Regions from separate parts of the Mus musculus genome. Here all the other regions are linked to region 1. Evidence: chromatin contacts called from public HiChIP or PLAC-seq, capture Hi-C and promoter capture Hi-C data. All regions are on one chromosome and are shown on one strand. The core of a region is the stretch at or near the end of the contact, and the rest is flanking DNA. Distances in the headings are between cores, read along the strand shown. Region 1 holds the start of Satb1 (special AT-rich sequence binding protein 1). Region 2 has its middle 39 kb from the start of Plcl2. Region 3 holds the start of Rab5a (RAB5A, member RAS oncogene family). Region 4 has its middle 15 kb from the start of Gm31015. Region 5 holds the start of Kat2b (K(lysine) acetyltransferase 2B). Region 6 holds the start of Plcl2 (phospholipase C-like 2). Region 7 holds the start of AY702103 (cDNA sequence AY702103).

Region 1 (3,139 bases), core at 507-3,006:
TATCTATCTATCTATCTATCTATCTATCTATCTATCTATCTATCTATCTATCTATCTACCTACCTACCTACCTACCTACCTATCTGGAGAATCTGACTACAAAATAAAATTTCACTCTTTCAGAAAATCCACTCTGGACAAGGTGTAAAATTAAGTAAAGTTTTTGGAAGGCTGAGCTTCTGTCACCAGGCACAAACACTGTAAAAAATCCAGGTACTGCTTAAGGACAGAACCTGACTTCTGGCAGAAAGAGACCAGACTCTTGCTCATTCCCCTCTTCTGTCTTGGGAAAGTTGGGTTCTCTGGCCTCCAAGGATACAAACATGGAACCCCAGCCAATCAATCGGGAGCAGAAAAGGTTCTCTCCAGGGAATTGGGTGTCTTCCGGTCCCTATGGACAAGTGAAATCCACGTCTTAACCCTGGGAATCCTACATGCCTCAGAGAAAGTTCTCCCAGAAAGGGTGCAGAGGTCAAAGTTGTCAACCGGACATTTTAAGAGATGAGCCTGTGGTTGACATCTTGTTAAGTAAAACCTGGCCCTGGTGGAGGCCAGGGTCAAAACCTCTACCCTGAGCTCTAAGCTGCTGTCCTCTTGGTCTTCTGGGATCATCCCAGAAGGGACCTGTTTAGCGCCTTTTGCTGGGCCAAGCACACGCACGTGTCACCATCTGGACCTGCCGCTTGCCCCCTCAGTCCCTTGCATTCGAGCTGCCCAACCCCAGTTCGGCCACCCTGGGAGCTCTGCAATGGAGGAACACTGTAGAAGGCCGCCGCTCTCGGGTGTGTACTGTCGCAGGGAAATGAGGAGTTGCCCCCTGGGCTGCACCTGTGGGGCCACAGTCCCAGCTAAGACACCATGTACCTCCCTCGGCTTCCCGCCCAAGCCCAAACCCGAATCACCCTCCAGGACCGACCCGCGATCGCCGGCGTGGGCTGCACGAGCGCTGTTCTTCGGCTCTCAAACTCTGGGCTCCAACTTGAGCGCCCAGCGCCCGAGTGGCTCTCGGGATAGAGAAGTTGCCACAAACTTCCCAGGCCCCTCTCCACCTCCGCTCGCCACCAGCAAAGTAGGGCTGGCCGGGAAAGAACAGGGGGAGATGAGATGGGAGAGGATGCTAAGTGAACTCCAGATCTGGCGCGCGACCTTTCCAACTCCACCCCGCACCTCGCCTCCTTCCCCGCACCGGGGCTCACTGAGCGGCTCCCTTTTCCCCACTCGCCCGCCGAGGGCTTCCCCCCACGCCGCCTTCGTCCTCTAAAGCGGGCCATGCCCACGACCTGGACTAAAGTGTCTAACGAGGGACTCCTGCCGGGCAGGTGTGCGGGAGAGGCAAAGACGCCAAGTAAGTCCGCATCCCGGCCATGACCCTCACTTCACCAGCCCAGTCCTCCCGAATGTCTGAGCGCGCTCGAGAGAAGGGCCAGCAAGACCCCGGCACGCGAGGGGCGCAGAGTCGCCCCAGCCGGGGCCACTGAGAAGTTTGGATCGGTTCCGCATCCGCAGAAAACGGAGGCGAGCCGGGCAAGAGACCCAGAGCGGGAGCAGCACTGGCAGGGAGCAAAGAAGCGGGACTCACTCAGGCGTGGAACCGGGACAGCGCGGGCCAGCGGTGCGGGCCGAGGCCGGGTCGGCTCCCCGCGCGGGCGCGCCGGGCGGCGGACTTCCCGGGCGGCGGCTGCAGCTGCTGCCACCTCCCCGCCGCCGAGCTGGCGGCCGCCGCGGAAGTTAATGGCAACTTGACTTCAAGTTGTCTCCTCTCCCCATCCGAAGTGGGCGTTTAAAGGGGGCAGAGCGCGGCGAGCAGCGAGCGGGGAGCGCGCGGGGCCGAGGGGGAAGGGAAGGGGCGGGGGCGGGGCGGGGCGCGGGAGGGGGCGCGGGAGCCGCTCGGAGCCCGCAGTGTAGAGCGCGGCGCGGGCGATCGGGGCGCCCCCACGAGAGCCCCCCGACGCTGGCCGGGGGCCGTGCGTGCCTGGGGCGCCGCGCTCTCGCCTCTCGCCCGCGTGGGGGGCTTGCGGACCCCACAGCGGGAGCGACCGGGCCCGGCCTGCCTCCCCCGCGCCCGCGGCCGCTTCTCCCCCTGGCGGCAGGATCCTGGGCGGCCGGTGGCTCCGAGAGCGCGCAGTGGAGCCCGAGCTGAGCCGAGCCCGAGCCACCGCAGCCGCCACATCCCTGAGCGCCGCCCGGGTGCAGGGTCGCTGCGGGAGAGCGACCCCGCGGCCGCCAGGGTAAGTGTGGGCGAGCCCCGGAGCCCCACCGCCCCGGCCCTCACCTGCACCGCCCCCGCCGCGCACCCTCGCCGCCCGCCGCTTCCTCTTGTCGTTGTTTGCCTGGGCTTTGGGGGTGCAGAGCGCGGGGCATTGGTGTGTGTGTGTGCCAGCGGAGGAGGAAGTCAGGTGAGAGGCCTGAGCACAACCCCCGCGCCCCGCAAGCCAGCTTGTGTGGGGTGTGTCGCTCCCCAGTAGGGGCATGCGGGCCAAGTTTTCCCCTCTCTTCAATGTTTGATGGAGAAGATCTTTCCTAGAGGGGACCTCCTTCCCTTCAAACTGATGGGCTCTTCTTGCTATCCTCTTCTCTTGGGCACCCCTATTGAGGAACACATAGTGGATGGAGGAGGAGGGGGCCTCTTGCAGACCCCCTTCTCAACCCCAGCTATTTGCATCAGTATCATTTTCCTGTCGGCAGCTGTAGGTCGACGCACCCAACCAGAAGGAGATGCTTAAGCCACTGTCCAAGTCTCTTCTCCCACCCTGACCCACCCAAAAGCAGGGGCAAAGAGGTCAAGAAATGCGGATTTCGTAGGAGGGGAGGCTGGGCCCAGGGACCTTTTCAACTGGTGAAGCTCCAAAGAACTCTGAAAGGTCAAAGTAGCTGAAGGCTTGGACCCCCAAGCTAGGGAGAAATTGGACTCTATCAACTTTAACCCACTCCCCTGCTACTCCTTCCCCACACAACCCCCAGCTCTAAGGAAGCTATCAACTAACAGGTCTTTTGTTTCCTGTTGTGTCGCCTTTGGGAAATTTGCATTGAACGTGACGATAGAAAATTACTACTGTTTACTCGAAGTTAAGGGGGTTGCAGAACGAAAACAGTTTTTACTTTTCTCTTTGTGTGTTTGGCAAGGAGTGGAGCTGTTAGG
Region 2 (3,302 bases), core at 801-3,300, 1.4 Mb before region 1:
TCTGTCATTGTGGACATGGCCTTTAAGACCCTCGTCCTAGTTGCCTGGAAGTCAGTTTTCTCCTAGTGGTCTTCAGATGAAGATGTAAAACTTTTAGCTCCTCCTGGACCATCTCTACCTGTACACTGCCATGATCCTGCCTGGGTGATAATGGACTGAACCTCTGAACCTGTATGCCAGTCCCAATTTAATGCTTCCCTTATAAGAGTTGCCTTGATCATGGTGTCTTTTTACAACAGTGAAACCCTAAGACACTTTGACTAGCATTCTGTAGACCAGGTTGGCATAGAACTCAGAGATCTACAGGCCTCTGACTCCCAAGTTCTGGGATGAAAGTCATGTGCTGTCTGCAGGCCAAATGAATGTTAATGCTCTTTTCTTTTATCAGTGAGCTAAAAGGTCAGATGTCTAAAGGGGTTCCACAGCTGGATCTAAACCCTAAACAAGCCTTTGTTTCTGTTCTGTTTGCTCTGGTACATACTCAGTATTGTTGGTGGGAATTAAGTTTCATGCAGACATTTTAGCACACATGGAAATGAGAAGAGGTGTTCCTTGTTTTCTTTTCCTCCTCAGGCTAGGCTAGAAGGATGTCTTTTCCGAAGTGATAAACATGCTGTGTCCAGACCCAGAGAAAAGGAACTCTGAACTCATAGAACACATTTCTAAAAGTGTGCCCATGTGACAATCGGGACAGCGGGGAGGTCTTTTCAGCATGCTCAGTTCCTACTGTTGGACTCAAATAGCACTCTGAGGAGAAACCCAGGACAGGCTGCCTTTCCTTTCTTCCTGTGAACCACTATTTCTGCCATGCATGAAGAAGTGATGCCGGGGTTCTGGGTGGTCTTTTATGATCCACATTGACAGTTAGCTCTCATTTTTAAAAGGTCATTCAAAAAAGCAACGATTAAAACTTGACATTTCTTTTTTTTATATACAGTATTTTCATAGATTTTAGGGTTTATTTTGTTAAGTAGAATTCCCATTCTGATCTTCATAAAGCAATCATGGAATCGTGGTATTTTTTAAAATAAGCCTCTCCAGATTCTTTTTACTTTTTAGCATAATGCTCCAGAAAAGAGAAAGTCTTTACCAAAAAAAAAAAAAAAAAAAAAATGTTGTGTTTGCTATCCTATAGTCTACAGTTGTAGCTCAGTTATCAAAATGAATGCTCTTTCAGAGTGGTTGTACTTATTTATTTATTTATTTATTTACTTACTTACTTACTTAGTCTGCTTCAACGTCAACATGAAAATTAAAATTCAGGGTCAGTTATTGCTGGGGAGTGTTCTCCACGATGTAATTTGGTTGCTAGGCAACCTGTGGGCGGATATTAGCGAGAGGAAGAGAGCGCTCCTCAGCCTGCCTTCAATAGCAGTATTGCCTTTCATTTCAAACGTGCTAAATAATAGGGCCCTGCAATTTGCCTCCCTTGCCCCGTGCTGCTTACTTTTCCTCTTGAATGGAAAATTAATCTGGTTTAGTGCGGGTAACATTTGCAACTGTACTTCCTCTCCCAGGCACCGAAGGGGATGGGGGTGGTTCATTCATTTTAGTTGTGGGAAAGGCAAACTGCTGCATTTTCGTGGTTTTTTTTTTTTTTCCTCTTTACTTCTCCATTTTTTCCATTGTGGTTGTTGAGAAAACTGATCATGCACAACCTTTTATATAGGATGAAGAAAGAGGAGATGGGAAGCCAGGACCTTATTTATAGGATGCAGCTTAGAGTCTGGTGAGGTCATGAAGTTCCCTCAAGTCTGAAAAGACTCAAGTCTGAAAAGATAGGACGGAATGGTTAGTAAGCCGTGCTTAGGGAACTGGCATGAAGATCAAAGCCACACTTTTACCTCAGCTGCGGCTCCAGCATCCTCTGCTGCACCTCTTCTCAACCTAACACCTCGCACAGAGTTGGTCTTCAACAACCGACCACACAGAAGCCAACATTCTGAGGTGCCGGGCCTGGAAACAGAAAGTTCTCTCAGAACAGCTGCTTGCTGTAATAGTGTGTTCAGAGCCTCACGTCATTTCCTGTCTCAGCAGCTGAAAAAAAAAAAAATCGTAAAAACCAAGGTTGGCAAGCTGTTCTGGCTGCACGCGAACCAGAGTCTGGTTCACCACCGAAGCCCTCCTGTGCTCTTTCTGCACTGAGGAAACCGGCTTTGATCTGCTCTGAGGTCACAACCGCTAGCGAGCTATGTCAGCGCTTCACTTCATTTAGAAGAGATTTAACAGGAGGCCCATGGCTTTGCAAATCTGTTCACCGTGGTCTTGGTCTAAGCATATGAAGATAGTAACTTGAGATTCTTGTTGAGAAATCCCTCTTCTGGCCTACTTTTTTTTTTCTCTCTCTAGGCAGTCTAAATGCTTTCCCTTTAGGGCTGGCATGGATCCAGCCTATTGACTGGCCTCCTGCTGCTGGTAAACTTCCGGCTCTTCCAGTCTTTTCCCTGTGTTCTTCCATACCACATTGCTCGCATAATCTTCTCCAAATTGTCAAGGTTTTCAAAACCTTTTTAAAACCAGATCATTTCCACTTAGTCTTGTTTCCTAGAATCCTCCAGGAGAAGGAGGAGGAGGAGGAGGAGGAGGAGGAGGAGGAGGAGGAGGAGGAGGAGGAGGAGGAGGAGGAGGAGGAGGAGGAGGAGGAGGAGGAGGAAGAGTTATAGTTAGGTTGGACATACCAGGGAAAGAGGACTGGCATGCAGGAGGGACTTAGAGATCTCAGAGCACAAAAGGCACCTTTAGATAACTAAGAGGTGACAGGCAGCTGAGTACAGGAACCGGAAGTAGGTTCAGGAAGAGGTCCAGAGCCGGAAGGCCAGGGGTGCATGCGGAAGTGCAGGCTCTGAGCTGGCCAAGACATAAGACAGGAACCAGGCTTTCTCTTGTCACTCTCCTTTGTGTGACCCTCCCCACTCTTTTCCTTTTAAGTGTCTCAGATGTTCTTTTTCCTTCCCTGAAGCTACCAGTCTCCTATTTTTCAAGTGTTTTGTAAATACCAGGTCTTGACCTATGAACAGGTGGTGGGATCAATGTTGTGAATACTTACCAGCATTTCCAAAGCATCGAACAACAGTGGAATAACACAGGGCTGAAAACATAACTAAGATGCATTGCACTTGCCTAGTATGTTGATCCCCAACACCAAAAAAACAAAACAGTGTCAAACACAGAAGGGACAGAATGATTTAAAACAGAATATGCAGAATCATATACGACAAAATAGAAAAAACTTGAGTTCGAGTTTGGAAAAGCCATTAGGGTAAGCTTTGATCTCACTTATATGAGTGCATACAGGTGTGTGT
Region 3 (3,131 bases), core at 19-2,518, 1.6 Mb after region 1:
ACTAGAAGAGGGAAGCTCATGACTTGGAGAAGTTTAGGGTAGGAAGTGGGGTGAGAAGAGCCACAGGTACTGAGTAAATCAGAAGGCTAGCCTTGTGTTTTGGTATGCTAATAGGCACCACAGAACCTTTCTGACAGAGACAAGGAATGACTCTTTTGATAGAAACCAGTGCCAGAATTTAGGGGAGTGGAGTATTTGGACCTATGCGGATCAAGGGAACGTCTTAAATAGGTGTGCTGTGGGCAGCCATAAACATCTTGGGCTGCTGTTCATTGGAATCTTAAGAACTAGTGTTATGGAGCCGGCTGCAGGCTAGACTATATCTAACCTGTGATCGTGGCCAAATTATTTGCCTCCCTCATTCATTCCACAAACATGCCAGGACTCTGTGTGCTTATCAACTGTGCTTATCAATGGGTGTGTGTGTGTGTGTGAGAGAGAGAGAGAGAGAGAGAGAGAGAGAGAGAGAGATCACTCCAAAATGTTTACTACTTAGTTCAATGGGGAATTCCAAATAAACGCTAATTATTAGGATTTCCTCCTTTTCACTCAAAAAACAAACAAAACAAAACAAAAAACCACACACACAGGTAAACTCTCAATAAAAGCAAGTTATTCTTTTGAGGTTTGCTGTCTAAAGGCAGCTTTTGAATTTAAGGGTCTTAATTCTCTCCGAGATCACAGACACGCCCATTCTCGGAAAAGCAGGGCATTTCCAGAGCCACAGGAGCCCTCGCTCGCCTAAACCCCTTTACTGAGCTGCTGAAGTGGTGTGAGAGGCCTGTGAGTGAACCATCAGACCGAAAATCGCCGCAATGGGAAGACAACCCAGGCTGACAATGGCAGTGGGGACCCTGTCAGCTCCGATGAGACCCATAAAACGCAGGTCTGGCCCACGCCTCTCGGGTTCCCAACCCGCCGGCTTAGAGCGCCGCCACCCAGATAACAATGGTGGTACTGAGGGTGGAGCCCCGGGGAGGAGGAAGGCAGAGCAAGGAAGTGAGTAGGTCTGGCCCCAGGGAATTGGAGAAGACACGTGACGCAACCCCACGCCCCCCTCTTCATTCCTGACGCTCCTGCCTCGCCTTGCAGCCGGAGCCCAAAGATGTCGGTTCAGATCAAGGAGGCGTTAGAGAGGGCCGAACTATTCTCCCTTAGCGCACCCGGGGATGTCACGTGACTTCGGCCCCGCCCCCTTAGGAAGCCGCTGCCGGCCTCCTGGGAGGGGCAGCGGCGGAAATGACGTCACGGCGTTCTTCGCTGCGTGCGGCTACGTGGCGGAGCCGGCGGAAGCAGTTCCTGCGCTGGAGCCCGAGTGTTTGTGTTTTGGTTCGTGAGGAGCCGGGGCGGTCTGAGGGGAGGAGACCGAGGGAGGAGGAGGAGGAGAACGACGACGACGAGGAAGAAGTCCTCGGAACTCGAGCGCGGCGACTCTGGAGGAGGAGGAGAAAGGAAGGCGGAACGGAGAGGCGGAGACGCAGCCCGGCAGGGGCGGCGGCACGGCGGGCGGCGCTCAGAGTCCCGCGCCGGCCAGGGTGAGAAGAAGGAGCGAGCAGGCGACGCCGCCGCTGCAGCCGCGGCGCATCCGATCTCCGGGCCGGGCCGGGCCGTGCGTGGCCTCGCTGCCGGGAGACGCGGCCCAGGTAAGCCGCCGTCGGGGCGGGTCCCTGTGGTCCCGGGCCGGGCTTGGGGCCTCCAAGCCGCCGCGGGCCCTCAGCGCTTAGTGACTCATTCTTCTAGCAGCTTCGGGGCCTGGGACGTGGGGAATCCTCTGAGGGAGCGGCGGGTGGCACCCTCTTCCCTTCACAAGATGGCGCCGTGGGAAGAGCCTGGGGCCCTGGCGGTCTCCAGCCCGGTCTTTGGGGCTCTGTCCCGGCTACTGAGCCGGATCGCATCCGGGGTGACGGGGGTGGCTCAGGAGCGCGCCCACCAGGCCCAGCGGAGCTCCTGGCCCCGGCACCCCGGTTTGATTTCTCGGCTTCTTCCAGACAGGAACCCAGGCCTCCAGCAGGTGGGGATTGGGGAGCTCCGCCTACCTCTGACCGGCTTGGCCGGGCTGTGCGAGTAGTGGGATCCTCTGGTCCCTTCCGTGGGAGGTGGGAAGCCCGGGCCAAGGTGCGAGCAGGTTAACATCCTAACGCCTCCAGAAGTTTAAAGCTTTGACTGTCACTCTTGGCATATTAGTTTTTGCCTCGCCGAAATGGATTTAAAGTTCTGAATCAGTTGCCTTGCACGTAACTAATTAAAAAAAAAAAAACTGTTACATCTTCCAGAATATTGAGGTCTGCCCAGAATCGTTCTTAATGTAAAATTTGAACCCGTGGGGTTGTGAACAAAGTAGGCAGCACAACAGTGCCTGGCACAATTTAAGGGCTCAGTGCAATTTTTTTAATCAAAGACTTCCTAACTGTATAAAAAAACTATTTTAAAGATTGGAGATGCATATTATGCAAAAGTTTTCTTTGACGGAATAAAAGTACAAGTTATAAGTGCAGAACCTCTGTGCACTGAGCAGTAGCTTCACTGAACACCCCCAGCCCTCGCACTTAACATTAATACCATGTTCAACCTGTGTAGGTTTATACTTGGGCTTATTTCCGTTTGAGGTCTTTGGAAGTAAAAGATTTAGTAGCTTTGCACTTTAAAAGACACTGACTGTGAAGGCACCCCGCCTGTCATCCCAGCACTCTGGAAGCTGAGGTAGGTAGGATCAGGAGTCCAGGCCATCCGTAACCTATCCTGTGCTTGCCTAGGCGACAAGTCCCTGTCCCTCAAAAATGTGATCGGGATGTGGGGCAGGAAACAGTTTTTAAAAACTAAGTACAAAATTTTGTTTGTATTTTCTGTGAGAATCGATGTTTTCCCTGAGATTTTGGAAGTACCATAGGAATACAGAACAAGTTTTGTCCTGGATAAGTCATTTACTGTTTTATAGGTAAGGAACAATTGAGAAACATTTAAGCTGAAGGTATGTTGGTGCCTTTTTCAGTCTGTATGAAGTCTATTGATCTACAAGCATTAATTAATTAACTAATTCACCAAGAGGCCATTTTAATTGCCAGTTTCAAACACTGTGTACTTAGTAAGCACTGTATCAGAGACTAGATATGTTGTCTTATTTAATTCTTAAC
Region 4 (3,162 bases), core at 594-3,093, 1.4 Mb before region 1:
CAGGCCTTCCTCTTCATCCAAAACTGATCTCCAGGAGAGCCAAAACTAAGGAGGAGGGGAGAGAGTAATCTTACACAGCAAATTAGGTCATGGGAGTCAAGAGCTAGTCCCCCTCCTCTGGGAGCCTGTGAGGTAGAGGCTTGAATGAGAGCCACGGCACCACTGGAATAGTTTACAATCATAGACAGCAATACGACGTGGAGCCTTGGAGAATTCAGCTTGCTCTCAGAATATGACATAGAGATAACTGTATTTTTTTCCTAAAGCTGATAGAAACTGAGGCCTATGCTTAATGGCATTTAATAAGGATAATGTCCGTCTTTTGTTTACATTTTTTAAAACAAAAACAAAGGCAGGGTATGAATGATTGTGTAGCTTACCTTTGATAGCCAGCCCCTGTCCCTCTAGCCTGTTACAGAGGTAAACACGCAAACAAAAAGTGAAGAAATACAAGCCATTATTACAGAGTTGGACAAAATGTAAAAGAGTTCTGAAATGTGATGAATCGGTAGCTTTCATTATGGTATTCCTTAGAGCATTTACATGTTCACAGGAAGTTCTGTTGGGCTGCCCTAGAGAATGGCTTTCTGGAGCCCTCCCATTCTGTAGGCTCAGGTGATTATGAGTCAGGACAGGTTATATTAGTAGTGTCCAACAAAGTTTGACTCTTTGCTTACATAAAATGTTCAGTATAGGAGGCAGACTGAGACGGGACTCTCCAGTTAGAAAAGAACCAACAACCCTGAGAGAGGACCAGAAAACTGTGGCTCTTGTACCCACAGCTAACGCACTAGACCATAAATTATGTCATTTCCACCCATGGCTTATTGGCCAAAACAAGTCATAAAGTTCCAGTAAAAGAACTAAAACATTTCTGGAAACAGAACATCCAAGAGGCTGCTGACACGATAACTTATGTACTTCCTCAAGCATTCATGCAACAGATACTTGAATATATTGCAAGGCATAGCAGCAAACCCTGGGCCTACGAGGATGACCAAGTAGCCAAGGTTCATTGCAAGGCATAGCAGCAAACCCTGGGCCTACGAGGATGACCAAGTAGCCAAGGTTCATTGCAAGGCATAGCAGCAAACCCTGGGCATACGAGGATGACCAAGTAGCCAATGTTCTTAGGGAGCTTTCTGACCATTTGCCAGGACGTTGGAAGAGCAATTAAAGCAAAGGCCGACCGACAAGTTCTCTGATAAGGAGAGAACAAGATGCTCCTCTGTATCAGCCGTGTTTGTGCTCAGTAGAGAGAGCTAGGGCTGTGAGCGTTTGTCCTCATGATGGGGACTGGGACAAGCACTGTGAGGGAGGGTCTGGGACAGGCACAGAGTAGGGAGAGGGTATGGGACAAGCAGGAGGAAGGGTCTGGGACAGGCAATGAGTAGGGAGAGGGTGTGGGACAAACATTCAGTGGGGTGGGTGTGGGACAGGCACTGAGTAGGGGGGTCTGGAACAAGCACTAGGCTGGGGGCTCTCTTCATGCCTCTTGTTCTCCTCACTGCATATATGCTCTATTTCTTAAGACAGCCATAGCAAAATCTGTAGGTAGTTGCCAGGAAGCGGGCATCCTGACTGTGGAGTTATTTGTAGGTCATCGGGGAGTGTATCCATCTTTGTGGACTCACTGGTTCATGCTCCCAGAATTCAGCATAAAACTTGGCACTAGTGTTTCTGATCCAGAGAGCAAGTTGACAGCAGGCTGGAAGCCAGCAGACCTCTGGATTCTATCCTAAAGAGATCACACCAGGGCAGCCAAGAGTCCAGAGCCACCTCCACAGGCCTCTGTGGCACTGAGAGTGGACGCTGCAGGGATCCAGACAGGAAGGTATCACTCAGCTTCCCACTGCTTGCTTCCAGGCCCTCTGTGGGAGCTGCCACTAACCTCTTACCCTCTGACCGGCTCATGCTCAGAGCAGGACATGTGACTGAGTGTCACAGATCAGTTGCTGCCATCTGGCACAAATGTATTAAATTCCCATTCCAGGGATGTGATTATTTTCTTCTCACTAAAATTCATTCGAAATGATACGCTGTGTGGCAGGCCAAGGTTAGGAGCATGCATTGGGAGACAGGCTTCTGTATGTGGACTGTGGAGCTAGGCTTTCTGGGGTTGTTTCCCAGTGCTGCAATTTCCACTCAGGCATCTGGGCCAGTGGCTTGGCCAGCTTTCTCATTGGTGAAGGGGTGATGGTTGTTGTGCCTGATACCACCTCCGAAGTCAGCAGGGTCCCTGCTGTGCTATCATCTGTCATCATTGCCACTTCTGCACCCCTGATGAGGTGTTCAGAGCACACTTCTTTGTGCTAGCTCAAGGGAGAACACAGTCATTCATGCAGATGTATGGCATGACGCTTAAGGCAGGAGTTCAGTGGAATGCCAGACCCTACTTCAGATGTCAGCCTGGTCTTTCCTAAATGTATGGCTTTAGGTGACTTATGAAGCTCCAGGCTTCATCTGCAAGGAGTGAATAGTGGTCCAGGGGTTCGAGTGGAGATTCGGAATGCAAGACACACACACACACACACACACACACACACACACACACACACACACACACACACGGAATTAGAGTGTTTGATATCATTTAGTAGCAACGGCAAATTGGAACTGAGGGCCCAGGAGCCCATGAATCTGGCAGAGTGGCTGTGTTTTGACGGGGCTGGAAAAGTAGGAGCAGAATATTCTGAGGAACTATCTACCATAGAGGATTTCTTTTAGGAGATGCTATGGAACCTACACCCTGAAAAGGGGGCTCACCAATTTACCTCTCTGTCTTGCTTTCTTAATTTAAATAAATAAATAAATAAATAAATAAATAAGGCGCTAACAACCTGCCTCAAAGGGTTCTTGTGTGCAACCTAGCACTGCTAGTATAACTGTTGTTCTTAATTCTCCTGCAATGGCAGAGGTATTTTTTTAAACAACTTTACTGAGTCACAGTTGATGTACAAAGAACTTATATTTCTTATATACAATTTGAGACTGAACATAGGCAGTTATTTATGAAACTATCATTGTGCTCAAAATCGAGATAATAAGTGCATCTAATCCGATTTCTCTCACAGTATTCTTGTGTCTCTGAGTGGTGTTTTGTTGTAGTTGTGTGTTGGGAGTTTGACTCTGGAACCTTATGCACAAACGGAGACCAGCATC
Region 5 (3,348 bases), core at 467-2,966, 1.7 Mb after region 1:
CTCTAAAAATGAGCCAGTTTTTCTCTTCCTTCTGTTTACCTTTGGGCAGCTGCCAGAATTTACAGTTCACTATAATACAATGGGCCTCAATCTTCCTTCTGAATCCACTTAAAAATTCTTAGATAAAGGACACTAAGAACATATAAGAGAACCTGGATTTCCCCAGTAAGTAATGTTTTAATGACATTATTGTAGAAACTTGAAGAACAAACAACCAGAGGACAGTGATGTAAAACCTGAGCTTTTTCGGGAGGCAGAGGCAGGAGGATTTCTGAGTTCGAGGCCAGCCTGGTCTACAAAGTGAGTTGCAGGACAGCCAGGGCTACACAGAGAAACCCTGTCTTGAGCCCTCCCACCCCCAACAAAACAAAACAAAAAACCCCTGAGCTTTTTTTTTTTTTTTTTTTTTTTTTTTTCCCCAGACAGGATTTCTCTGTGTAGCCCTGGCTGTCCTGCAACTCACTTTGTAGACCAGGCTGACCTCGAACTCAGAAATCCACTTGCCTCTGCCTCCCAAATGCCAGGATTAAAGACATGCTGAGTTCTTTTTTTTTTTTTTTCCTTGTTTCTTTATATACAAGGTTTCACTGTGTAGCCCTAGCTGACCTGGAACTCCTAACAGTAGACCAGAATTCCTCAAACTCACAGAGCCTGGCCAGTCTCTGCTTCTGCAGTTCTGGGGTCAAAGGTGAAGACCACCGCTCCTGGCCTGTTTTTTAATTAATTTAATTAATTTTTGAGGCAAGAGTCTTACTCTATTGAGCTTCCACACTAGGCTAAGGTCAAGCCTAGGTAAGGACTTCAGTTAGATGTAGCCTAGTAAGGCTGCAGTTTCACAGCAGGTGTCACTCCTTTGAGAAGAGACTTCTTTCTCTCTTGGCATTGCATTACTCTGCGTTAAAAGGACACAGAATCTGGCGAAACACATCTTGAGACATAAAATGCAACTTTAAGCATGACTGGTAAGAGTATTTGCAAGGGAAAGCCCATCCCATATGGCTGGAGTTCAGCAGGAGCTACCAAGCTTGCTAGACAACCAATCACAAATTCATTACGACCATTGTCCCACATTGTGACTATGCTTGCTCCGCAGAATTAGGGCACTTGCCAACGGTGCTGACCGGCAATGCAGGGCTATTCAAATCGCTTTAGGAAGGTTGACCCATGTGAAAAAATGAAACAATCTCTTCCTACCATCAGAGCCAGGGACAATAGTTTTGATTTTGAAGTTTAAGTCAAAATCGGAATCACTTTCCTGGACGCTGTCTTTCTGGTTAACTTGAAAACAATAGACACACTAGCAGCTGAAAGTAGCCAACCTCGAGTGAACCCCGTAGGCGGACTAATTTCAAACTTTTTCCATGCGTTTAGTTTTCATTTCGCCGACATGTAATGTTCTCAAACGAACAAGTATTATGTGATACACACACACACACACACACACACACACACACACACACCACACACACACACCATTGAGTCATCTCCCTCCCTCTCTGGTCATATTCGGTTCAGAAACTACCAGGAGAAGACGATGGGGAAGAATTGTTTAAAAAAAAAAAGTTTAACTCAAAGTCAAAAAAAAAAAAAAAAAAAAAAGGAACCCTTCACGCCATGATTTTGGTGAATTAGCAACAAAGAGGAGGATTGGCCGCTGACGGGTACTTCTGGAAAACATTTTTTTTTCCTCTGGCTCCCGCTAGGGTGGAGGAAGTTGGGTCTCGGCGCGGGAGGGTGTCAGGCCCAGGGACGCCAGCAGCGCAGGGCGGCAGGTGCCTGGGCTGCAGCGGCCCGGTCTCGCGGGTCGCCGGTCACCTACGGGCCCTGGCGCTCCCGGCGGGCGGCTACGCTCGCAGCAGCATGCCGGAGGCCCAGGGGAGCAGAGCGCGGCCAAGGCGCTCGGGCCCGCTAGCGTCCTAGCCGCCTGGGGAGGCGCGGGGGCCTGCGATCGCTGGCGGCCGAGTGCGGCGGGGGCGGGGAGGGCGCAGGGCGGCGGCCGGGGGGGGGGGAGGGTCTCGGCTCCGCCACCAGCGCCCGCGGGGACCCTGGCAGCTGCGGGTGACAGTCGGGGCGGCATGGCCGAGGCTGGCGGGGCCGGGTCCCCAGCACTGCCTCCCGCGCCCCCGCACGGTTCCCCCCGGACCCTGGCCACCGCTGCCGGGAGCTCTGCTTCCTGCGGGCCAGCGACCGCGGTGGCCGCGGCGGGCACGGCCGAGGGACCGGGAGGAGGCGGCTCGGCCCGGATCGCCGTGAAGAAGGCGCAGTTGCGCTCTGCTCCGCGGGCGAAGAAGCTGGAGAAACTCGGCGTGTACTCCGCCTGCAAGGTACCCGCTGGGATGAGCACAATCGCGGGGTCACGGGCGGGCTCGGACCCCCCCTCCCCTCCCCCACCCACTCCCAGCTTCCCGCCGGCACCGCGGAAGTGCTGCGTTCTGTGCGCGCGCTCTGCCGCTGCGGCTTGCACAGCATCTCACTGGGACAGGGGTAGGGGGTCTTCTAGATCTGCCGGTGTCCCTCTTCTGGGAAGGATGAGTCTTGGCTTCGGAGCGCTCGGCACTGGGGCTTTTTCTGCTCTGTAGGAGCTCGCGGGAGTCCTTTCACAGGGAGTGTAACTGTGCTTGGTGTGGCAGATCTGTCGGGGTTGGGAAGCAGCTTTTTTGGGGTTGGGGGCATCTTAGCGTGTGTCTCCCCGCGCTCGCCCTCCCCACTGAGCCCCGCTAGGAGGAGCTGGGTTGTGGAGCACCCAGAAGTGTCCTGGAATCCTGGCGCTCTACGGGAGCGAAGGGGCGGAGCGCGGGGTGGGAGGTGGGCACTGCCCCAAGCCCCTGTCCTTTGGCGCCTGGCGGCCTCGGCCGTGCGGCGACAACCCTGTCATTATTGTTATTATTTATTTAGCGAAAGCGGGATCCTGGCCGCTTAGGGTGTAAACAGGGTCTGGCAGGGTGACAGCCCAGGCGGCGAGCGCGTCTGCTCAGTTTGAAGACAGCTTTCTTGCCATTCTCCCTCTTTGGGGACTTTAGGCACCCAGGGCATCCAGCTGTAGAGCACTTGTAGGGGGCTCAGCATCTCCAGGCTGCAGGGGAGAGCGACTCTGCACTGTAGACTGCGGCTTTGTTTTGACTGGGTGACAGCAGAAGTGGGCGGGGACTTGGCCTTGTCAGCCCGGGCGGCCTGTGGTTGGGACCAGGCACTCACTCACTCACACCTCCCGTGTTGCTTGCTGCTCCAGCTTACTACTGTAAAAGGAGTCGCATCCGCAGCATCCAGGTTCTCATTCCTACTCCCCACTGTACAGCCAGGATGGATAAACCTGGTAGATGACTTCCCTTCCGGGACATTCTGGTTGTC
Region 6 (3,171 bases), core at 205-2,704, 1.3 Mb before region 1:
TCAGGTACTCCTGGCCCAGGGAAAGTGCCTTTCCAGAAGATGAAATACAGTGAGAGAAAAACTGGGAAGCCAGAACCAGGCATGAAACTGGACCTCAGGGTGGCTGGGTTGGGGAGGTGGGTGGAGCCTCTGGTACCACACAGTGCACTCGTCCTGCTCTTCTGCCAATGGCTCTGCCAGGCTACACAGTGGCCCTGCGTTCTTCCTTGGCTCCAGGAATGGAGGTTTAAGGAAAGTATTTGCATATGAGAGCGACATGTTAATCATTGATTTTTGATCCTGTCCCAAACGATGGTCCTGATTTGGATGGTACCCACTAGGGGTTGAACAAGCAAGTCTCTCTAGTGTCAGGTTTAGGAAAGACACAGACTACAATGATAAACCTCCGTGGGACAACCCAGAGGCACCAAATAAACTCTGCGGAGGTCTTCTGTCTCTCAACGCCTGCCAGCCATGCCATCCCTACCCCAGATCCTGGCAACCTGTCGTGCTCATTGAGTTTAGCAGCCCAAGGACACGCAAGAGGATTGGTTTCTGTATGGGAAATGGGTTTGCTCCACTGAGGAAGCCCAGGGGGAGCAGGGTGGGAAGGGAGCGGGTTCCGAATGAAGGGCTGGAGCTGGACGCGAGGTGCAGCGGCCAAGACCACAGCCCCAGGACCCTCAGCTCGCCCGCGGCCTGCGGGTTCGCTGTCCCCCTCGGGATGCCTTCAGGTGACTGACAGCTGGCTGTGGCGTGCGCCTCGCTGAGCCGGCCTAGGAGAGCGACCACAACCGCAACGCCCGTGCCCGGAGCCCGGACGGGTCCCCTCGGCCTGTAGGGGGCAGCGCGAAGCCCGGGAGGCGATGGCCGCGGGTAAGTGGCGGTGGGCCCGGGGGCCATCAGAAGCCGCCCTGGGCCTCGGCTGAGCCCTGAAGGTGTGGGGGGGGGGGGGGAGACTGACGGGCCTGGGCGGAGCCGGGAACCCCGGAGCCCCGCGCGCCGCGCCTCCGCGTGTCGCCAGCGCCGCGGAGTGGGCGCACGTGTCCCTCGCGCCCCGCCGCCGCGAGCTCGTCGGTGAGCGCGGGGCCGGAGGGGACGCGGCGCTCGTCGGTGAGCGCGGGGCCGGAGGGGACGCGGCGCGCGGCGGTGGGCGCTGGCGCGCGCGCGTTATTTTTGGCGCCCGCAGCGGCGCGTGTGCCGGGGCGTGTTTTCCTTCCCCAGGTGCCGGCAGCGGGGGCGCCGCCGCCCAAGCTGACTCCTCTCTCCTCTCTCTCTCCCCGACCCCGGCAGGACCCCAGAGGTAATTCCGCCTGCACGACGTCCTTCGCGCCGGAGGCGAGCTCGCTGCACGCGCCACATCCCAACCAAAAAGAGAAAGAAAAAAAAAAAAAAGAAAAAAAAAGAAAAGAAAAAGCGGAAGAAGCGGCCGAGGCGGCGGCGGCGGCGAGGAGGAGGGGCCGCGCGCAGCGGCCCGAGGCGGCGGCGGCGGGGACGCGGGGACGCGGCTTTGTGCAGGCGGGTCGTGGGGCGCCCATGGCGGAGTGTGGCCGGGGCGCCGCAGGAGGGGCCCTGCCCACCTCCCCGAGCCCGGCCCTAGGCGCCAAGGGCGCCCTGAAAGCCGGAGCCGGGGAAGGCGGAGGTGGTGGCGGGGGAGGTCGCCTCGGCCACGGGCGGGCGCGCTATGACAGCGGCGGGGTTTCCAACGGAGACTGCAGCCTCGGCGTGTCCGGGGACGAAGCCCGGACCAGCCCTGGCAGGGGACCTCTAGGCGTGGCGCTCGCGCGGACCCCTAGCCCAGCTGCCGGTCCGGTCCCCAGGGACAGCAAACCGGGCGGCCTGCCCCGCCGGAGCAGCATCATCAAGGTAAGTAGGAGACCCGCGCGCGTCCTTGGGCTCGCTTTCCCCGCCCCGGAGAAGCTGTGGCGGAAGGAGGCGATGCAAAATGAGCCCACTGCGAAGGGGAAGCCAGGGTGTAGGGGTGTTTGGAGTGCTGGAGCAGGGATTGGAAAGCTGATGGCATTGGGAAAGAATGGAGAGGTGATCTGAGTGTGCAGGAGTGCTGTGCTCTGACATCCCCAGAGCAACTTGGGGCTGTCACCTCTCTCCAGATTGACTTGGAATTAAATGGCCTTGTACCTGCCTGGGTAGGACAGGCTTTTCAGAGGCAGCTTAGCATGGTGGCACACTCCCTGTAAGGTTTCTATTGTATTTTAAAGGACAGGGATCATGTGAAAATATTTTCTCAAAACCCCAGGCAATGAACATATATTATTTAATAGATTTCTTCTAATCTACTGGGTAATTGGTTGCCCCTTGCAAGTGATTGTATTTGGGGAATGTAAATACCTCTCCTTCAGTTACTCGGAGAAAGGGAACATAAACACAGATTTCCTCTTTTTTAGCCTCAAAAGCTCTGAGAGAATACAGTTCCGCACAATTTAATTCTTTCCTAGCTGCTATAAGCAGGCCTCTCCAAATTAGCAAGTTTCTTTGGAATGGTTTTTGCTTGTTTTTGTTTTTGTTTGTTTTGTTTTTCATGGTGCTATTTAGAAAGCCACCAGTTGTTTTGTGAATTTTAAATTTCAAGAGGTGACATTAAGAGTTTATGGTGGCTTCCTTCAAACATTGCAGTGTAGTTGCAACATAAAAATATTTCTTGTGACTCGAAGTGAAAAGAGAAAGTTGATAAGCTACGAAAAGTAGAACCTTGAGCCAGATCAGCCCATTTGGCTTGTTCAAATATGGAGCAAATATGGAATGTTGCTTTTTGAGACATGAAGGAGTTTTTAGGACAGGCCAGTGAGTACTGTCTGGTGCTAACTCATCCTGTTTGTGGCTGACAACCCTTAGGAGACAGGTCAGAATGTGCCAACAGCACAGAGTTGACACTGGTGGTATTTGAAATTCAGAAATGCTCAAGTACTGTGAAGGTGCCTCTGGGTTATCATCATCTGCAGCCATCTAGTGTAACAGACCACTTTGGTGCTGTGTAAGAGGCTGTTGTGAAACTGCATCTAGCCTTGTCATCTGCTTGCTCAGGTTTTGTGTGGACAGGGCACAGTTGAAGGGCTTAAAGATCAAGTGCATTGCCTGTCTCTAAAGATCAAGTGTATGGTCTAACTTTTAAACCAAGAAAAGCGGTGTCCGTTTTTTCCTGCTTGTGTAGCTCTTAGTGATGGATATATCTTC
Region 7 (3,326 bases), core at 170-2,669, 1.6 Mb before region 1:
GTCCCAGAGATCAGGTCACTTGACTTGAGGCAAGCATGGTCACCCTGTGAACCATCGTGACTGTCATGTATTTTTTTATTTGATTTTTTTTTAAAGGTAGGATCTTAGTAACCCAGGCTGACTTTGAAATCCTTGTATAGCTGAAACTGACCTTGAACTTCTGACCCTTCTGCCTCCAGGACTGGGACCACATAGGTGTGCTCCACCACACTCTTCTGTACAAGGTGCTGGGGTGGAACCCAGAGCTTCCGGTGTGTATTGTGCAAGCAGCCTGCCAGCTGAGACACACGCCTTCCTTGTGTGTTGCTGAGAGGGAGGAGGAAGAGAGAATCTGAAAGGGGGTTGGGTGTCAAGAATTACTGATGTAGCAGTAAGAAGCGCTAAAATGCTTCCTCTACTTTATCCCACCATTTGGGACACTCCTGGGCCGGCAAGCGTGCTTCTGGATGCTTTGGAAAGCCACAGCAGGGAAGGTGGGGTCTCCTTAAAGCTGGAGAGATGATGTGGAACTGTGGGGACCGTGGTGGAACAGACAACACATCTTCTTTCAGGGTGTCGTCCTTCAGCTGCCAATTGCCAGCAAATGTGGTCTCATCGTCCTGTTTGCCAAAGCCAAGGGTGTGTATAAGACCCAGGAGCGAGAGGGTGTGGCCTTTGGAGATCTCTGCCGTGGGCTGTCAGTTTGGGAGAGCAGCATGGTATCCCAGTCACCAAGTAGTAGAGGTACTGGGGACTGGAGGAAGCAAAGCAGCAGGAGCCCTGTGACTGGGCACTCAACATGGAAGCCAGGGAGATGGCAAGCTCTCAAATTAGCAAGGGACATCTGAGAGATTTAGACTTCCTGCAAAGGGTAGTCCAATTCTAGAACGATTCTCCAGGATCTAGAAGATGTAGGTCTGTGCACAGCTCACTGTGACTCAGCTACCAATGTCAGTGGTAGGACTGTACCACTAGTGTGTTTGTTCAAGACGGTGCCTCCAAGGTCCTGCTGGCTGCAGATATCCCTGCCTCCAGGTCCTCAGAATCTAGCTTCAAGACTGTGTCCTCTACCAGCAAATCATCTTTCCAGGACAGGTGTTCTTTCTTGTCAAGAGAAGGGAATGTTGTCAAGATTACCCAGAGCTCTGAGAGCAGCTGGAACAACACTTTAAAAAGGGGTTCATGACAACACCTGGGTTAGATATGCAGGCCACTCAAGTGCCAGGAATGGCTTTCCTGCCCTGGACTCCCTTTGCAAACTCTATATATTTTGTAAACTCTGTACACTTTATAAAGTTTGTAAACCTCAACTCAGAAAATGGTCCTGGCTGAGACTGAGGCTCTCCAGCAGCCAGGCCCCTCCCCCAGAACCCCACTAACTGTCATAACTGTCAGAAGGGTCATCTCCAGCATGTCAACAGGCCCCACCCACGTTATGCTAATTCTAGGTGAAAAGCCTGAATAAAAGCCACCAATTCCTGAATAGGAAAATCCACCAAACCCTGAACTTCCCACAGAAACTCACCTATCCCTGGACATCAAAACCCACCAATCCCTGAACAGGTAAACTCACCAATCCCTGAGCTCCCTCAGGCTCAGAAATTGAGATGCCAGCCATCCTCACTCTGGAAATCTTACTCTAGAAAGGTCCATGCCCTAAGAACACCTATACAAGCACTGGACTTTGTCCAATTAGCAAGTGCTCTCTGCACTCTCCTGAAACCATAGGCACTAATATTCCAGGATGCATTCTTCCATACTGTGGACACACCAATGAATGCCTTTCATGAGCTCTGCTGTCATGTTCTTCTCTCATTGGAAGAAGACAAGAAGCAATGAAGACAAGAAAGGAAGAGAAGGAGTAGGCTTGAGGCTCCTGAGCTCAGCTGGGGACATCCTTCCCTGGAGCTGGGAAGCCTCCAATGAGGAAGGAGACTTCCTCTCAAAGATGTGTGGTTCCTGGGCCCCCGTGTCTCCAGAAACCCTTCCCTTGGGACACTGTCACACCTCAGAGCTGGATGGTTCCTGAGTTCCAAGGCCCTGAACACCTTCTCATCCAAGCACAAAGGCCAACAACCAGGGCCACTGGCCCTACAAGATCCAGATATCATCTGGTAAAGTCTGAGAACCAACTCCCAGAGATGGGTCATGCAGAAGTTAATCCTGAAGCTCCATCTTCCTCAACACTGGCAGATAAAAGCCACCCAGGAGCCTCCACAGGAGCGCCTGTCTCATCAATGGGTCCAGCCATATTCCAGATTTGGAAGGACCTTTGCAAGGATCTGACAAACATTGCAGGAAGATCTCTGAGAGATCTGTACAGGATCCCAGAGGGTTCCCTGGGCAAAGATCTAGAGGCTGTCTCCGAGACACGGGTGGACAGTTGCTATGTCAGACAGCCAAGAAGTGACTCACCAAGTCCCCAGCTAGTCTCCCCAGGAAAACAGCAGCTAGAGGGTATACTGAAAACCACTCAAGCAGCAAGTGGAGCCATTACAATGCCATTAAGGTGCCTGTGGGCACTTGTCAAGGAATTGCTGTGGACCACACAGTGGTCCTGCCTGAAAACTCAGAGACAAGTTCTGAAAACCCAGAGACAAATATGGAAGCTCAGAAGCAGTGATCCTTGAATGATGGGGCCACCTGCAAGAATATTTCCCAATGGGCCTTCATTCCTACAAGAAGATGCCTTTTGGGTGAGGCAAAAAGATGGAGCTTGCTTCTCAGAGACCTCAAAATCCTACATCTTTCCAACACAAACAGGTCTGTAGCTTTGCCATTTCCCACAGCCTCTGACTCCCTCTCCGACCTGCTGGGATTCTAGAGATGATTTCCTGGGAGAGCTTTTTCAGAAAAGTTCAGAAGAGGAAGTGAGGACAAAAATGGCTTCTAGTATATGCAGACTGCTCCCTCTACCCGCCAGCTCAAATTCCTGAGAGGGAGTCCATCTAATGACAACAATTGGCCATCTGAGGCACCCAAAGTGTTTAGAAGGACAATGTGACTTCCCTATGCACCACACACTGCATTGTGGGCAGAGACTGGCCCAGTGATAAGGCTCTTGGATCTTGGACAGGCAACCCAGAGCCAGGTTCAAACCTAGTCAAGGATAGGTATGAGCCCCAGGAGAGTAAGGGTGTGGCCTTTGGAGATCTCTACCACGGGCTGTCAGTTTGGGAGATCAGTGTGGCACCCCAGTTACCAAGTACTAGAGGTATGGGGACTGGAGGAGGCAGAGGAGGAGCAGGAGCCCTGTGACTAGGCACTCAACATGGAAGCCAGGGAGATGGCAAGCTCTCAAACTTAACAAGGGGCAGCTGAGCGATTTAGAATCACTGCAGACCAGC

What was found. Promoter capture Hi-C pulls out the DNA fragments that hold promoters and counts their contacts. HiChIP or PLAC-seq counts read pairs in DNA pulled down with a chosen protein or histone mark. Capture Hi-C pulls out chosen DNA fragments and counts their contacts.
Region 2: an H3K27ac HiChIP or PLAC-seq map of microglia shows a contact between it and region 1, with 6 times the contacts expected there. The contact joins the enhancer-like site here to the promoter of Satb1 in region 1. A contact is called at or near these places in 3 of 39 promoter capture datasets (the C10 cell line, hippocampal neurons and pre-B cells), 3 of 115 datasets of contacts at active chromatin or transcription factors (microglia, pro-B cells and stem cell-derived neural progenitor cells) and 3 of 9 other capture datasets (adipose tissue, embryonic stem cells and liver).
Region 3: a promoter capture Hi-C map of pre-B cells shows a contact between it and region 1, with 2.5 times the contacts expected there. The contact joins the promoter of Rab5a here to the promoter of Satb1 in region 1. A contact is called at or near these places in 4 of 39 promoter capture datasets (the C10 cell line, cranial neural crest, hippocampal neurons and 1 more) and 2 of 115 datasets of contacts at active chromatin or transcription factors (astrocytes and embryonic stem cells).
Region 4: a promoter capture Hi-C map of liver shows a contact between it and region 1, with 4 times the contacts expected there. The contact joins the enhancer-like site here to the promoter of Satb1 in region 1. A contact is called at or near these places in 6 of 39 promoter capture datasets (the 3T3-L1 cell line, 3T3-L1-derived adipocytes, the C10 cell line and 3 more) and 3 of 115 datasets of contacts at active chromatin or transcription factors (embryonic forebrain, embryonic midbrain and embryonic stem cells).
Region 5: a contact with region 1 is called in a promoter capture Hi-C map of pre-B cells, with 4 times the contacts expected there. The contact joins the promoter of Kat2b here to the promoter of Satb1 in region 1. A contact is called at or near these places in 2 of 39 promoter capture datasets (hippocampal neurons and pre-B cells) and 1 of 115 datasets of contacts at active chromatin or transcription factors (stem cell-derived neural progenitor cells).
Region 6: a contact with region 1 is called in a capture Hi-C map of embryonic stem cells, with 4 times the contacts expected there. The contact joins the promoter of Plcl2 here to the promoter of Satb1 in region 1. A contact is called at or near these places in 4 of 39 promoter capture datasets (the 3T3-L1 cell line, hippocampal neurons, liver and 1 more), 3 of 484 Hi-C or Micro-C datasets (all in embryonic stem cells), 3 of 115 datasets of contacts at active chromatin or transcription factors (embryonic forebrain, embryonic hindbrain and embryonic stem cells) and 2 of 9 other capture datasets (embryonic stem cells and liver).
Region 7: an H3K4me3 HiChIP or PLAC-seq map of embryonic forebrain shows a contact between it and region 1, with 8 times the contacts expected there. The contact joins the promoter of AY702103 here to the promoter of Satb1 in region 1. A contact is called at or near these places in 5 of 39 promoter capture datasets (the 3T3-L1 cell line, hippocampal neurons, liver and 1 more) and 3 of 115 datasets of contacts at active chromatin or transcription factors (embryonic forebrain, pro-B cells and stem cell-derived neural progenitor cells).

What each region holds. Positions count from the first base shown.
Region 1 is chr17:51,830,891-51,834,029 of GRCm38.p6, forward strand. Satb1 (special AT-rich sequence binding protein 1) reads right to left here and starts at 1,757. Exons shown (of 11, transcript NM_009122.2): 1 at 1,580-1,757.
Region 2 is chr17:50,468,606-50,471,907 of GRCm38.p6, forward strand. No RefSeq gene overlaps it. Among named protein-coding and RNA genes, the nearest start is that of Plcl2, 39 kb to the right of the region's middle. Within about 2 kb of position 2,051, at least 294 of the 459 cell types and tissues checked have an H3K27ac peak or open chromatin away from gene starts, as enhancers often do. A contact at or near this core is called in adipose tissue, hippocampal neurons, liver and 4 more, where this site is marked.
Region 3 is chr17:53,477,966-53,481,096 of GRCm38.p6, forward strand. It overlaps Rab5a (RAB5A, member RAS oncogene family), which reads left to right and starts at 1,269. Exons shown (of 6, transcript NM_025887.4): 1 at 1,269-1,643.
Region 4 is chr17:50,437,783-50,440,944 of GRCm38.p6, forward strand. No RefSeq gene overlaps it. Among named protein-coding and RNA genes, the nearest start is that of Gm31015, 15 kb to the left of the region's middle. Within about 2 kb of position 1,844, at least 30 of the 459 cell types and tissues checked have an H3K27ac peak or open chromatin away from gene starts, as enhancers often do. A contact at or near this core is called in liver, where this site is marked.
Region 5 is chr17:53,565,255-53,568,602 of GRCm38.p6, forward strand. Kat2b (K(lysine) acetyltransferase 2B) reads left to right here and starts at 1,717. Exons shown (of 18, transcript NM_020005.4): 1 at 1,717-2,324. The coding sequence starts at 2,076.
Region 6 is chr17:50,508,093-50,511,263 of GRCm38.p6, forward strand. It overlaps Plcl2 (phospholipase C-like 2), which reads left to right and starts at 1,455. Exons shown (of 6, transcript NM_013880.3): 1 at 1,455-1,845. The coding sequence starts at 1,516.
Region 7 is chr17:50,237,789-50,241,114 of GRCm38.p6, forward strand. AY702103 (cDNA sequence AY702103) reads left to right here and starts at 1,420. Exons shown (of 2, transcript NR_131975.1): 1 at 1,420-3,326.